Regions from separate parts of the Sus scrofa genome. Here all the other regions are linked to region 1. The links are chromatin contacts, called in public Hi-C and HiChIP or PLAC-seq maps. All regions are on one chromosome and are shown on one strand. The core of a region is the stretch at or near the end of the contact, and the rest is flanking DNA. Distances in the headings are between cores, read along the strand shown.

Evidence for each region. A called contact is a pair of places that touch in the nucleus more often than the background predicts. HiChIP or PLAC-seq counts read pairs in DNA pulled down with a chosen protein or histone mark.
Region 2: an H3K27ac HiChIP or PLAC-seq map of skeletal muscle shows a contact between it and region 1. The contact joins the enhancer-like site here to the promoter of ADRB2 in region 1. A contact is called at or near these places in 8 of 47 Hi-C or Micro-C datasets (embryonic fibroblasts, fetal skeletal muscle, heart right ventricle and 3 more) and 2 of 2 datasets of contacts at active chromatin or transcription factors (alveolar macrophages and skeletal muscle).
Region 3: an H3K27ac HiChIP or PLAC-seq map of skeletal muscle shows a contact between it and region 1. The contact joins the enhancer-like site here to the promoter of ADRB2 in region 1. A contact is called at or near these places in 7 of 47 Hi-C or Micro-C datasets (embryonic fibroblasts, fetal skeletal muscle, heart right ventricle and 3 more) and 1 of 2 datasets of contacts at active chromatin or transcription factors (skeletal muscle).
Region 4: a Hi-C map of liver shows a contact between it and region 1, with 2.0 times the contacts expected there. The contact joins the enhancer-like site here to the promoter of ADRB2 in region 1. A contact is called at or near these places in 1 of 5 promoter capture datasets (liver), 6 of 47 Hi-C or Micro-C datasets (blood, liver and skeletal muscle) and 2 of 2 datasets of contacts at active chromatin or transcription factors (alveolar macrophages and skeletal muscle).

What each region holds. Positions count from the first base shown.
Region 1 is chr2:150,032,339-150,035,514 of Sscrofa11.1, forward strand. ADRB2 (adrenoceptor beta 2) reads left to right here and starts at 1,458. Exons shown (of 1, transcript NM_001128436.1): 1 at 1,458-2,714. The coding sequence starts at 1,458. The coding sequence ends at 2,714.
Region 2 is chr2:150,134,313-150,137,488 of Sscrofa11.1, forward strand. No RefSeq gene overlaps it. Among named protein-coding and RNA genes, the nearest start is that of ADRB2, 100 kb to the left of the region's middle. Within about 2 kb of position 1,714, at least 8 of the 83 cell types and tissues checked have an H3K27ac peak or open chromatin away from gene starts, as enhancers often do. A contact at or near this core is called in skeletal muscle, where this site is marked.
Region 3 is chr2:150,115,664-150,118,839 of Sscrofa11.1, forward strand. No RefSeq gene overlaps it. Among named protein-coding and RNA genes, the nearest start is that of ADRB2, 83 kb to the left of the region's middle. Within about 2 kb of position 1,683, at least 7 of the 83 cell types and tissues checked have an H3K27ac peak or open chromatin away from gene starts, as enhancers often do. A contact at or near this core is called in skeletal muscle, where this site is marked.
Region 4 is chr2:150,097,033-150,100,208 of Sscrofa11.1, forward strand. No RefSeq gene overlaps it. Among named protein-coding and RNA genes, the nearest start is that of ADRB2, 65 kb to the left of the region's middle. Within about 2 kb of position 1,684, at least 4 of the 83 cell types and tissues checked have an H3K27ac peak or open chromatin away from gene starts, as enhancers often do. A contact at or near this core is called in liver, where this site is marked.

The DNA of each region.
Region 1 (3,176 bases), core at 208-2,707:
AAACATTTTTAATGTTACACATTCTTAGTAATGTGAACCATAATAAATTGCCATGTTTTAGAAGCAGAGATTATAGAATAGCAGCAATTTCATATGGCTCGGATCACCAAACTACCCAGCAGATGATTTTTCTAGTTGCCCAGGCATGAATGAAGTAGAGCTTCAAAGAAAAATTATTCTATTTTCAGTACATTTTCACTTGAACAGATAATGAAGGAGTGATGCCACACTCACTAGAATTAAAATTAAAGCATACAACTTTCTCTTTCTGTCCCCAAACACACGCATGGATAGCCCAGGTCTGAATGAAATCCCAAGCGTAAAAGCCTGTCTCAGTGCCTGCAGATTCCCAAGGAGAGCACCGAAAGTCCTTGACAGCGAGCGAGCTGAGGAAATGGGCAGCTGCTGAAGTCACCTCCTGAGGTCTCGCCAAATGTTTGAAAGGGAATATGCGAAATGTCCGCATGCTGGGGAGGAAAGGACGGAGATCCAGGGTGCCGGAGAAGGGTTTGTAGAACATGGGTGGGGACGTCCTTGGCTGTGACTCCCGGCTTGCCTCCACGTGGCCCTTAGTGTGTTGTTTACTTCTTTTCGTGTGTGCCTATGACTTTGTGGTTCTGGGTGCTGCTGGGTTTGTTCCTGACCACGTCTCTGCGTTAGTTAAGGTTGACTTTGCGCCGATTTGCTTGTGTGTGTGTGTGTGTCCGTGCGCGCACGCGCGTGTGCTTGTCGGTGTGCTGGATGGGTGTGTCTGCGTGTCGGTGGCTGTGGCTCCGTCTAAGTCCGTGCACGTCTGCCAGGTGAATTGTGCCTGTCCGTGCGTGTCCTGGCGGGCACTCTCATTCTCGTCTATTTCCGAATAGGAGGGAGTGCCTGCGCACTACCCTCTGCCCAGGGTCCTCAGGCCTCACGACAAGCCCGGGCAGGCAGGTAGCAGCCACAGAAGACTGCGCAGCTCCCAGCTCGCTGGTAAGCGGCACCCCCCAACTTCAGCTTCAGCCCTGGGGCCAGCCTGGGTAGCCTGGAGGGAGTGGCGACCGGCCGGCAGGGAGCAGCGGGGCCCCGCCCGGGCCAGCCCCAGGAGGAGGCGGGAGAGGGAGGGAAGGGGCGGGGGGGGGGGGGGGGGCCTCGCCCCTTTGGGGCTTCCCGCGCGCCATTGGTCCCAAGTTGGAGCACGTCACGGGGAGGGCAGTTCCCCTCAAGTCCTGTGCACATAACGGGCAGCGCGCACTCCGAGGCGGCTTCTCCGGAGCGCAGGCAGAGACCCGCCGGCACTGCGAGCCTCGAGCACCCCGGGAGCTGAGTGCACCACGCGCCCCCTCCACACCCACCCCACGGCCGCTGAATGAGGCTTCTAGGCGCCCGCTCGCTGCCCGCAGCCCCCCGCCGGAGGTCGGCCCGCTGAGGCGCGGCGGGTGCGCCGGCTGCCAGCGCGCTCACCTGCCCGCCTGCGCGCCATGGGGCAGCCCGGGAACCGCAGCGTCTTCTTGCTGGCGCCCAACGGAAGCCATGCGCCGGACCAGGACGTCCCACAGGAGCGGAACGAGGCATGGGTGGTGGGCATGGCCATCGTCATGTCGCTCATTGTCCTGGCCATCGTGTTTGGAAACGTGCTGGTCATCACAGCCATCGCCAAGTTCGAGCGTCTCCAGACGGTCACCAACTACTTCATCACCTCCCTGGCCTGTGCTGACTTGGTCATGGGCCTGGCGGTGGTGCCCTTTGGGGCCAGCCACATCCTCATGAAAATGTGGACTTTCGGCAGTTTCTGGTGCGAGTTTTGGATTTCCATTGACGTGCTGTGCGTCACGGCCAGCATTGAGACCCTGTGCGTGATCGCCGTGGATCGCTACCTTGCCATCACGTCCCCCTTCAAGTACCAGTGCCTGCTGACCAAGAACAAGGCCCGGGTGGTCATTCTGATGGTGTGGGTCGTGTCGGGCCTTATCTCCTTCTTACCCATTAAGATGCACTGGTACCAGGCCACCCACCGGGAAGCCTTAAACTGCTATGCAGAGGAGGCCTGCTGCGACTTCTTCACCAACCAGCCTTACGCCATCGCCTCTTCCATCGTGTCCTTCTACCTGCCCCTGGTAGTCATGGTCTTCGTCTACTCCAGGGTCTTTCAAGTAGCCAGAAGGCAGCTCCAGAAGATCGACAAGTCTGAGGGCCGCTTCCACGCCCAGAACCTCAGCCAAGCGGAGCAGGATGGGCGGAGCGGGCCGGGACATCGGAGGTCCTCCAAGTTCTGCTTGAAGGAACACAAAGCCCTCAAGACGCTAGGGATCATCATGGGGACGTTCACCCTGTGCTGGCTGCCCTTCTTCATCGTCAACATTGTGCACGGGATCCATGACAACCTCATCCCCAAGGAAGTTTACATCCTGCTAAACTGGGTGGGCTACGTCAACTCGGCGTTCAACCCCCTCATCTACTGCCGGAGTCCAGATTTCAGGATGGCCTTCCAGGAGCTTCTGTGCCTGCACAGGTCTTCCCTGAAGGCCTATGGGAACGGCTGCTCCAGCAACAGCAACGGTAGGACTGACTACACAGGGGAACAGAGTGGCTGTTACCTGGGGGAGGAGAAAGACAGCGAACGGCTGTGTGAGGAGCCCCCAGGCCCGGAAGGCTGTGCACACCGGCAAGGTACTGTGCCCGATGATAGCACTGATTCACAGGGGAGGAACTGTAGTACAAATGACTCCATGCTGTGATGCAGGTGTCTACTTTCTAAGCGCCCCTTTCCCTCCCAGCCAAACACTAAACAACTCGAGTGTGATGAATTTAGAATGAACGTCTATAGAGATGTGCAGGAGGAGGAACATCCTTCTGCCTTTTTATTTTTTATTTTTTTAAGTTGTAAAAAAGAGAAAACATTATTTGAGTGATTGTTTCTTGTACAGTTCAGTTCCTCTTTGCATGGAACTTGTGTAAGTTTATGTCTGCAGGCCTTCGGTCCCAGAGGACGTGGGGCTGGTATGTTTTGATGACTTTTCCGCATATCTACCTCATTGATCAAGTATTAGGGGTAATATATTGCTGCTGGCAATTTGTTTCTGAAGGAGACCTTCCTTCCTGCACCCTTGGACTGGAGGATCTTGAGTCTCTCGGACCTTTCAGCTGTGAACATGGACTCTCTCCACCCCTCTTATTTGCTCAAACGGGGTGTTGTAGGC
Region 2 (3,176 bases), core at 464-2,963, 100 kb after region 1:
ACACCGTCTCCTTTCTCCCTCACTGCAGATGGGAGGAGACCTTTGGGCCCTAAATCCAACTGATTCCTGTCTCTGATCCAACTGACCTGGGCTGCGGACTCAACTCGGTGTGACCCAGGCAGCCAGGGCCTAGAGAGCCCCGCGCCTCTGTGCTTTACACGGCCTCACGCTCCCTCCCTCTCTCTTCCTTAGAGGCCTCCGGCCATCCTGGGACAGGCAAGAACCGACTGGGCCCCCATCTCCCTCAGCTCTGCTCTGGGCCAGCCTAGCCTCCTGCTGCAACCGCCCCCCACGAATTCCAGAAATCTGATGGGCAAGCCAGGGACTGAAGCAACAGATCAGCAAGGTAAGAGTTCCGATTGAAAAATTCCTTATCAAAAGCCAAGACATTTTTGAGATGCAAGATATCTCTGCATGAGCCCTTTTTCAGCTCCGAGTGAGGCGATCAGAGTGTTCCTTAATCCCACAGATGGCTCCCTGGCAGAAGCCTTCTCAGCAATGGCACATTCAAGGGCATCAGGTTCTTAACTGCATTCAGGGGACACTTCATCCAGGGCTCACCTGTCCCAGGTGGGCAGTCATTACAAATCTCACAATAAATAAGTGCTTTAACCTGGAGGAGCTTAACTCTAGGTTTTGAAATTTAATTCTTTGTGCCTCCTGCCACAAATTTTCCCCATCTCCCTACCTTCTGGAAATTCAGACTGCCCACCTTCCAGAAAGCGAAATTCCTGATGTTTTCATTTAATTAGCTACTTAGTCCGTGCAGCATAAATAGGTGTGATCCTCATGTGCAGAAATTAATGGACATGAAAGACTCTATTGGAGTGAAACGTCCCACCACGAATGGCGACGCCCGAAAGGGAGGTCCCTGTGTGCACTGAGGATATCAGATGAACGACAAAAACTTTTCTGGAAGACACGTGATAAAACGTAAATCAAAGCCCACTGGAGGGCTGAGTGTCACAAATCCTTTCTACAGAAAGCTCCAGGGTGAGGCTATCCAGACCTTAAGACGCAGCCGAGTCACCTGGAGAGCTCGGCAACGTGCCGGCGCTGGGGGCCTCCTCCACCTCGGCATCGCGGAGGGGAGGTCCACGCACAGACATGCGCACAAGCCAGCTCCTCCTCCTCCTCGGGGCAGTCTGAGCCACAGGGAAAGCCTTTATGCGAGGTCTTAAGGTCGCAGACTTCCTAGGCCTGAGCCAAGCTGCCCCAAGGATTTGCCCCAGGGGTTTGCCCAAAATCAAGAACAAGATTTGAGGTTCAGCCACTGGGCCACTGCTCAGTGGGAGGCCACCAATTCGGACTCCCCTTTCCACCCAGGAGGCTGGTCAAACCCCTGGGCTGGACCCCGGGACTAAGAGCCTTGCACAATGCACCTCAGATGTTGAAGATATGTGCCCTCCTAATCAAAAGCTGAGGCTCGAAGCGCTCCTATAAGCACACAGAGGGGAGAAGAGAAGACAGAGGGCACAGGACTTTCCCGGCAACGCCTGGCAGCCCAAATGGGCCTGTTGATAGAAGCCTGGTCTTTTTTTTTTTTTTTTGGTCACACCTCTGGCATGCAGAAATTCCCAGGCCAGGGATCAAATGTGAGCCACAGCAGTGATAATAGCAGATCCTGAACCAGCAGGCCACCAGGGAACTCCAGGGTGGAAACCTGGCCTTCTGATCCCTCTGCCAGTGGCTGCTCAGCCTCTGGGTTTCTGCCAAATGGCCCTCCTCCAAGAGGGAGCTCAAGAAAGAGGCAGGAGCTCTGTTATGTCCTGTCCTCAGGCTCTGACTTTCATTTTGCACTAATCACAGATAGTATCTATATATTACTTTTCAATATTCATTTTCCCAACCAGACAGTGGACTCCATGAGACAGAGGCCTGTTTTGCAAACTAGAAATACTAGCACCTAACACAGTGCCCATCGCACGGTGGAAAGTCAGTAAATATTTATTGGATGGATTGAAAGAGACAGGAGTTACAACAGTTTCTCCTACAAAATAGGAAAAAAGGAATATTGAAAAAGAGGGATTTTCCCACAGCCAGGAACAAATCGGTGTCCTGGGGCCAATGAAGGCAGGGGAACTCACTCTCCCTCAGGTCTCAAGTGTCCAGGGTTGGACCAAACAGGCTCTGGCAAGCCTTCCAACTCATAAGGGTCTACACATTTTTTAAAATTTTAATTGATGTGTCCTGAGTGGACACAGAATACAAAGTGACTGAACTTTACACGTCAACTCAAAAAGAGGCCAGGGTCCCTGAGGCTCACCCCCAACTTTACGGTTTCACGATGCCCTCTAGTGGCAAAACATGTCACTCTACTTTGTGAACTGATGAACAAAGTTTCAGTTTACAGTCCTGGCCTGAGCATAATTAATAACTTATATATGTGTGAAAGGCATTAAATCCACTGACAGCCACTTATCCACTCAACTCACCACCCAGAACCTACTAAACACGTGCTTCGCCCCCTGCCCCTGCTTCTGTCTCGGAAGGAGTGGGCATCCGTCATCACACACGACCACGTTAGTACTGCCCTGCGAGCGCTGGGAAGGAGGCAGAGTGTTAACACAGCACGGGGCAGGCGCTGGGCCCCTAGAGGAGGGCTTCGCTGAAGAAAGGGCTTAGCTGGAACTGGAAGGATTGGCAAGACAAAAGTGAGACGTGGTGAGGGGAGGGAGGAGGCTGAGAATTCCAGACAAGAAACAGCTCTGGGAGCTGGAGAGAGAAGTTCGGGTGCGGTGCGGAGAAGGGCACAGGACGAGGATGGAAAAGTGGGTGACATGATCACCCCATCAAGGAGGTGCTCCTACGAGACACGGCTTCTGAGGAGTGGCAGAGGAAGAGGCCAGGGTGGACGGCACAGGACAGAGAGGATGTGGGGCAGGATGGGAGGCGGCAGAGAGCACAGGGGTGGGGAAGGGGGGACGCACAGGGTTCACCCGGCCTGACGGGAGCTTAGACAGCAGCCTTGGGAAAGTATGTGGGCCGTCACCGAGCCCCCCTGTCCACGTGACAGGTGAGAAAACAGGCCCAGAGAAGGCAAGGTCATGTCCAGTGAACAGCAAGGCTCCTTCCCCATGTCCCCTCTCTTCAGGTTGCAGGACCTCACTGCTCCCAGATGCTCAGCCTCCTTTGATGGCTGCCGCTCCTCCCCAGCTTATGGCCACCCCACCGGG
Region 3 (3,176 bases), core at 433-2,932, 84 kb after region 1:
TGATGGAGCCTGATAATGTGAGAAAAAAGAATGTATACATGTATGTGTAACTGGGTCACCATGCTGTACAGTAGAAAATTGATAGAACACTGTAAACCAGCTACAGTGGAAAAAAATAAAAATCATTACATTAAAAAGGTTTTAAAAATAAATTAAAAAGAGAAACAGAACTTCGATGTTGAAGAATATTAAGCTTTCTAATTTTTATCATTCACAATAAGAGATAATAGAGAGAAGAATCAAACATGAAAGAGTAATGCAGAGAAAACTGAGGTACAATTTTTACTTAAATGTGTACTAATAAAAAAAGCTATTGTAATACCAAAAAAAAAGGATTTCCTTCTCTGTGACTAATATTCCACTGTATGTTTGTACCACATCTTTATCCATTTATCTATCAATGGACACTTAGGTTGCTTCCATATCTTTTTTGTTATAAATAATGCTTCAATGAACACTGGGTGCATATATCTGTTCGAGCTAGTGTTTTTTTTCCCTCAGATAATTTGCAAAAGTAAAACTGCTCCTTTGTATGATAGTTCTATTTTTGTTTTTTTGAGGACGCTCCAAACTGTTTTCCATAGTGGTTGCACCAATTTCTATTTTTCTGCCAACAGTGCACACGGTCCCCTTTTCTCCACATCCTCACCAGTATTTATTTCTTGACCTGTTTTGTTGTTGTTGTTGTTGTTCTTGCTTTTTAGGGCCCCACCCATGGCATATACGAAGTTCCCAGGCTAGGGGTCGAATCATAGCTTCAGCTGCTGGCCACGGCCACGGCCACGGCCACAGCCACAGCCACTCGGGGTCCAAGCCACGTCTGCAACCTACACCGCAGCTCACAGCAACACCGGATCCTTAACCCACTGAGCGAAGCCCTCATGGTTCCTAGTCGGATTCATTTCCACGGCATAAGTGGGAAGCCGGGAACTCCGTATTTCTTGACTTTCTGATAACAGCCACTCTGACCGGTGGGGAGTGACATCTCAAAGTGGCTTTTGATGATCTGTTTGGCCACGCTCCCCCGATAAAGCCCGAGCTCCACGAAGGAGCAGACTGCATCTTGCGGGCTCACTGTTCCCCTCAGCCCCCAGAGCTATCGTGATGATGGAAGAGACAGCTGAGCACGCAGGGGTGTTCCAGCCCAGGCCCTGGCCAAAGCTGTGCGCCTCAGGCAACTCCCTCGCCGTCTCCAGGCCTCGGCTTCACCAGCTGCAAAATGAGACAGAGGCTGGGTGACCTGCGCTGCCTTTTCCCATCCGAATGTACTAGGTTCAACAACCTGAGAGCATCAGCCCAAAGCAAAATAATTTCAGTGCTCATAAAGGAAGACCCTGGGAATGTCACTCCCTCCTGCCGTATGAGCTGTGTTTACAAAACAAACCCAAGAACTCATCATAAATCATTCCAAGTGGAGCTGCCTGAGCTGAAGCAACGAGACAAAAATACCTCCGGGCACAGCTCCTCTGGGCCCCCACCCGGCTGAAGAGAAGCAGGCTGGCCAGCGCTGCACCCTCTGAAGAGTCACTTATTGTTGCTGATTTTTTTTTCCTTTCCCACAGTGGGTCCCTCAGCAGAACTTCTCCCCACCCTTCAAGCTTCTAACCCCTCCTAGGACCTTCATCGTTCCAGTGCCCGGCAAAGAGGAAATGGCCTAAAAAGATGAGGTACTGAGTTCCCAGTCGAGCCCTTCTGAGATGTACGTAACACTTCCCTCTGATCTGATCTGTCAAAGAGGGGCTGCTCTAATTACCTTGACAAAACACAGAGGGGAAATACTTTGAAAATCTTAAAAGGCTGTACACATGCTGGGATTGCTTTTGGCCACTGTTTCCAACTTGCTCACTGACTAAAACACAGCTACAAGAATCGTGATATTTTATCTTTACGTGGGGAATGGAAGGCTTGGTTCCCAGGTCAAAGAACCTCAGACAGCCAAGTTGCAGGCGGCTGAATCATCCTGGACTGACTCAACTTGCTGGAGAGGTAGATCTAATTCAAGCTTTTCATGGTGTCTCGGCGTGGAAGTCAGGGGCCCTGCCTCTGAGGCAGATCCAATCTCAAGAGCTGCCACTGGTACCAAAATGCCTGAGTCCCTGTGACTCTGGGGGCTCTGAAGTCCAAGTGTAGCTGATGGGATCAGAGTGCACATTTTAATGTCAGACAGACTTTGGTTGAGTTTCTTGCTGCCAATTACCAGCCCTATAAGATTTTGTCTCCCCTTCAAGGAAATGGGGAGGGCTGACTGACCTCACCATTTAAATTTGAGGATGCAGATAAAGCATTTAGCTTTTTGAAAGTTGTCACATATTAGACATTCAAGAAATAATGTTATTGCTATACAGCAGAAATTGGCACAACACTGCAAATCCACTATAATAAAAAATTAATTTTTTTAAATGTAAAAGGAAATAATGCTACTGTTACTGTCACTGCTATTGTCATCTTTATTCCAGGGTCAGAAGCTTGCCTATGTTGGCATATGCAGCACCCCCCACGCACACAGACCTACACACACACACACACACACACACACACACACACACACACACACACACACACACACACACACACACACACACAGGTGCCCCGAGTCCTCTTTCCACTTCCTGCCTTGACGAGCTTGGCCTCGTCTTTCCTGTTTTCCTCCAGTGACTCCGCGAGACAAATATTTCTAAACTTACCATGTAACTGACCCTATTTTACTCGTATTGCTCAGAATATACATCTGGAAACAGAGAAGTTGTGGTGAGTGAGTTATACCAAATTCAAGGGCCATTCTAGAAACACCTGGGCACCAGAGCAACATAGCACAGGAAAGAGATTCCTGGACTATTTGGAATCGAGATTTTTAGACCTGGCTTTGCCACTGATGATAACTGCCAGGGGATCTAATGTCCCTGAAACCTTGGTATCCTATCTGCAAAACTAAAACATCTCGTTTTCATTTGCTTGCTTACAGACCTTTTTCTAGCTAGATAAAACCCTGCTCCTCTAAGAAATATGTTGCAGAAGTCCACCATATAAAACACTTACCAGAATAAGAGCTCTGGATCCAGGAAGGGGAGGGCCGGCGCTTCCCTGATCTGGTCTTGCACCGTCCCCTCACCCTCAGAACAGCCTCGAAGCGCACACGCCCCATAAGGCTTCGGAGGGTCCTGCCTGTAGAGCTCTTT
Region 4 (3,176 bases), core at 434-2,933, 65 kb after region 1:
TCATTAAACTGTACCTGAAAATAAGTATACTTTATGGTATGGAACTTATATTTCAATAAAGTTGATTTTATATCTTTTTTTTTTTTTTTTTGTCTTCTCTGGGGCCACACTGGAGACATATGGAGGTTCCCAGGTTAGGGGTCGAATCTGAGCTGTAGCCGCCGGCCTACGCCAGAGCCACAGCAATGCCAAATTTGAGCCGTGTCTGCAACCTACACCACAGCTCATGGCAATGCTGGATCCTGAACCCACTGAGCAAGGCCAGGGATCAAACTCCCAACCTCATGGTTCCTAGTCAGATTCATTAACCACTGAACCATGATGGGAACTCCCAATAAAGTTGATTTTAAAGTGTATTTTTTTATGGAGTTCCCGTGGTGGTGCAGCAGAAACCAATCCAACTAGGAACCATGAGGTTTCGGGTTCGATCCCTGGCCTTGCTCAGTGGGTTAAGGATGCGGCGTTGCCATGAGCTGTGGTGTAGGTTGCAGACGTGGCTTGGATCTGGCGTTGCTGTGGCTGTGGTACAGGCCATCAGCTACAGCTCCAATTCGACCCCTAGCCTGAGAACCTCCATATACAGCGTGTGCGGCCCTAAAAGGACAAAAGACAAAAATAAATAAATAAAGTGTGTTTTTTTAAAGTCATCATGCTAAACAGGGGGAAAAATACTTTAGAGAAAGAATGCAAATAGTAATTTGAAATGGAAATCTCAAACTTAATGTTTTTTGTCTTTTTTTATAGTTGATTTACAATGTTCGGTCAATTTCTGCTGTAGAACAAAGTGGCCCAGTTATACATTTATATGCATTAATTTTTTCAAATTATCCTCCATCGTGTTCCATCACAAATGATTAGACACAGTTCCCGTGCTACACAGCAGGATCTCATTGCTTATCCGTAACAAAGGCAGTAGTCTGCATCTATTAACCCCAAACCCCCAGTCCATCCCACCCCCTCCCCCACCCCTGGGCAGCCACACGTCTGTTCTCCACGTCCACAGGTTTGTTTCTTCTCTGTGGAGAGGTTCGTTTGTGCCGTATATTAGATTCCAGATATAAGTCATATCATACGGTGTTTGTCTTTCTCTTTCAAATTTAATGTTAAAAGGGCAGATGCTCTGAATTTTCTCTCTCTCACTCTCTAAGCAAGCTGTTTCTTGTATGAAGACACTGGGGAGCTGTGCTCCAAGAAGTGGAGCAGGAAGGACTGATTTTCTGAAAAAGCAACTCCAAGGCTGCCAGTGGGTAACAGGGAGCAGATGAGGAAACACACAGAGGGGTATTTGCATATGAGACCCAGGGCTGCGGCTCGCAAAGCCTCTGTGGTGAAGGACCAGCGGCTTTTTGTTGGGGCAGCGTCTTGTTTGTTTGCTTTGCAACATTAAAAAGTCACGTGTGCTAAAGGTCACAGCCTGTCACATTGCTATGTAAAACCTCCACACACTTTTTCCCGGGGTATGTCCGGCCTGGTCACAGACGCGTCCAGATGGTCCGAGGATACCCGGGGCTTCCCAGAACTGCTCGGGGTACAGTTTGGAAGAGACCACGGCCCATGTCAGCAGAGAGGCAGGCGCCAGAGACAACTGGGTCACGAATTCGAACACGGCCTTGTCTGCACACAGCAGACGGTGAGGTCTGAGGAAATGTGCTCACAAAGATTTCAAAACAGGTGCATGAGGTCAACAAAACACCGTGTGGGGAAGATTCATCTGGCAACACACACAGGACGGCGAGGAACAAAGAGGCCTCGGGCTCGGGACCAACATGGAGGTTTTGCAACCAGCCGGGTGGGAGACGGCTGGGGTTTGAACCTTGGCAGTAGCTGTGGAACTGGACAGCAGCGAGGACAGCCCACGGGGCCCGGAAGGGATCGACGGTGCCTGGTGACGGAGTGGAGAGGGACCTGGGGGCTGAAGGCAGGGCCAGAGCTGGTCCTCCGACCCAGGAGGATGCGGGTCCTCTGAAGCAGGAGAAGGAGAGGGAGGGAAGGCCCGTCGGGGGCCTCCATTTGCAGAGGAAAGAGGAAGGAGCCTCCCGAGCACCGGCTCTGCTTGCCTTGGGCTCTGACCCTGCAATTCCTGACCCATTGCCTCCCACAGCGCCACCCACAGTGGGTGACAAAGGGGGACAGGGTGGAAGAGAGTTCATGCCTTTGTGTGTGCCATGTTTCGCGCCTGGCATGCCTGCTCTCTCCACTTTCAGCTCCTCCTCGCCTTCTGGGCCCAGATGTCACCCCAGGGCAGAATGACTCGCTGTGGCACCCCAGGTGTTAGAGCACACAAGTCACATCCAGCATAGCTGCTCCCGTGGGGCTGCCCTGCCACCCGGCAGCATCACAGCCAGGGTCAGATCCACCTTCAGCTTCACCGACCTGTAGCACAGGGCCCGGCGCCAGTGACTGCAGCATGAACAGCTGAGGGACATCGCAGGGAGGACCAAGGCCAGGCGGGAAGTCACATGAAATGGACTCAACAAGCACGGAGGTGGGAGTTCCCATTGTGGCCCAGCGGAAACAAATCGACTAGGAACCATGAGGTTGCAGGTTCGACCCCTGGCCTCGCTCAGTGGCTTAAGGATCCAGCGTTGCCGTGAGCTGTGGTGTAGATCGCAGATGCGGCTCAGATCTGGCGTTGCTGTGGCTGTGGTGTAGGCCGTCGGCTACAGCTCTGATGAGACCCCTAGCCTGGGAGCCTCCATATGCCTAGGGTGTGGCCCTAAAAAAAAAAAAAAAAAGCAAGCATGGAGGTGAACGAGAGCCAGAGGTCACATGAGCCCTTGTTTCTCTGTCCTTCATAAGTGCATGGCAACCATTACTTGAAACTTTCATCTTCCTCAACCCTAAATACTTTAGAGGCTCCTCTGACTCAGAAAACTGTCAGCCCCTCACTCTGGTAGAAACTATACTCTGGGTTTAGTCAGCAACGCCCAGAGCAATCTCAGCTCTGAAAGCTCTAAGAGGCTGGGCTGAGGCCGATCAGACCAGAAACTGGGGAGTCCCCGCCTTTGGTCTGAGAACAAGGATCAGAAGAGAAGCTGGGTTACCCTTCAGCTCTAGGGGCCCTGACGTCACTGGTGCAGAATTATCACAGGCCTGGAGACGGAGGCCCACCCTCAGTGCAGGGCTGCCCATGCCTGGAGTAGCCCCGGCTTTCAGTCCCGCCCTTTCTAACGGGC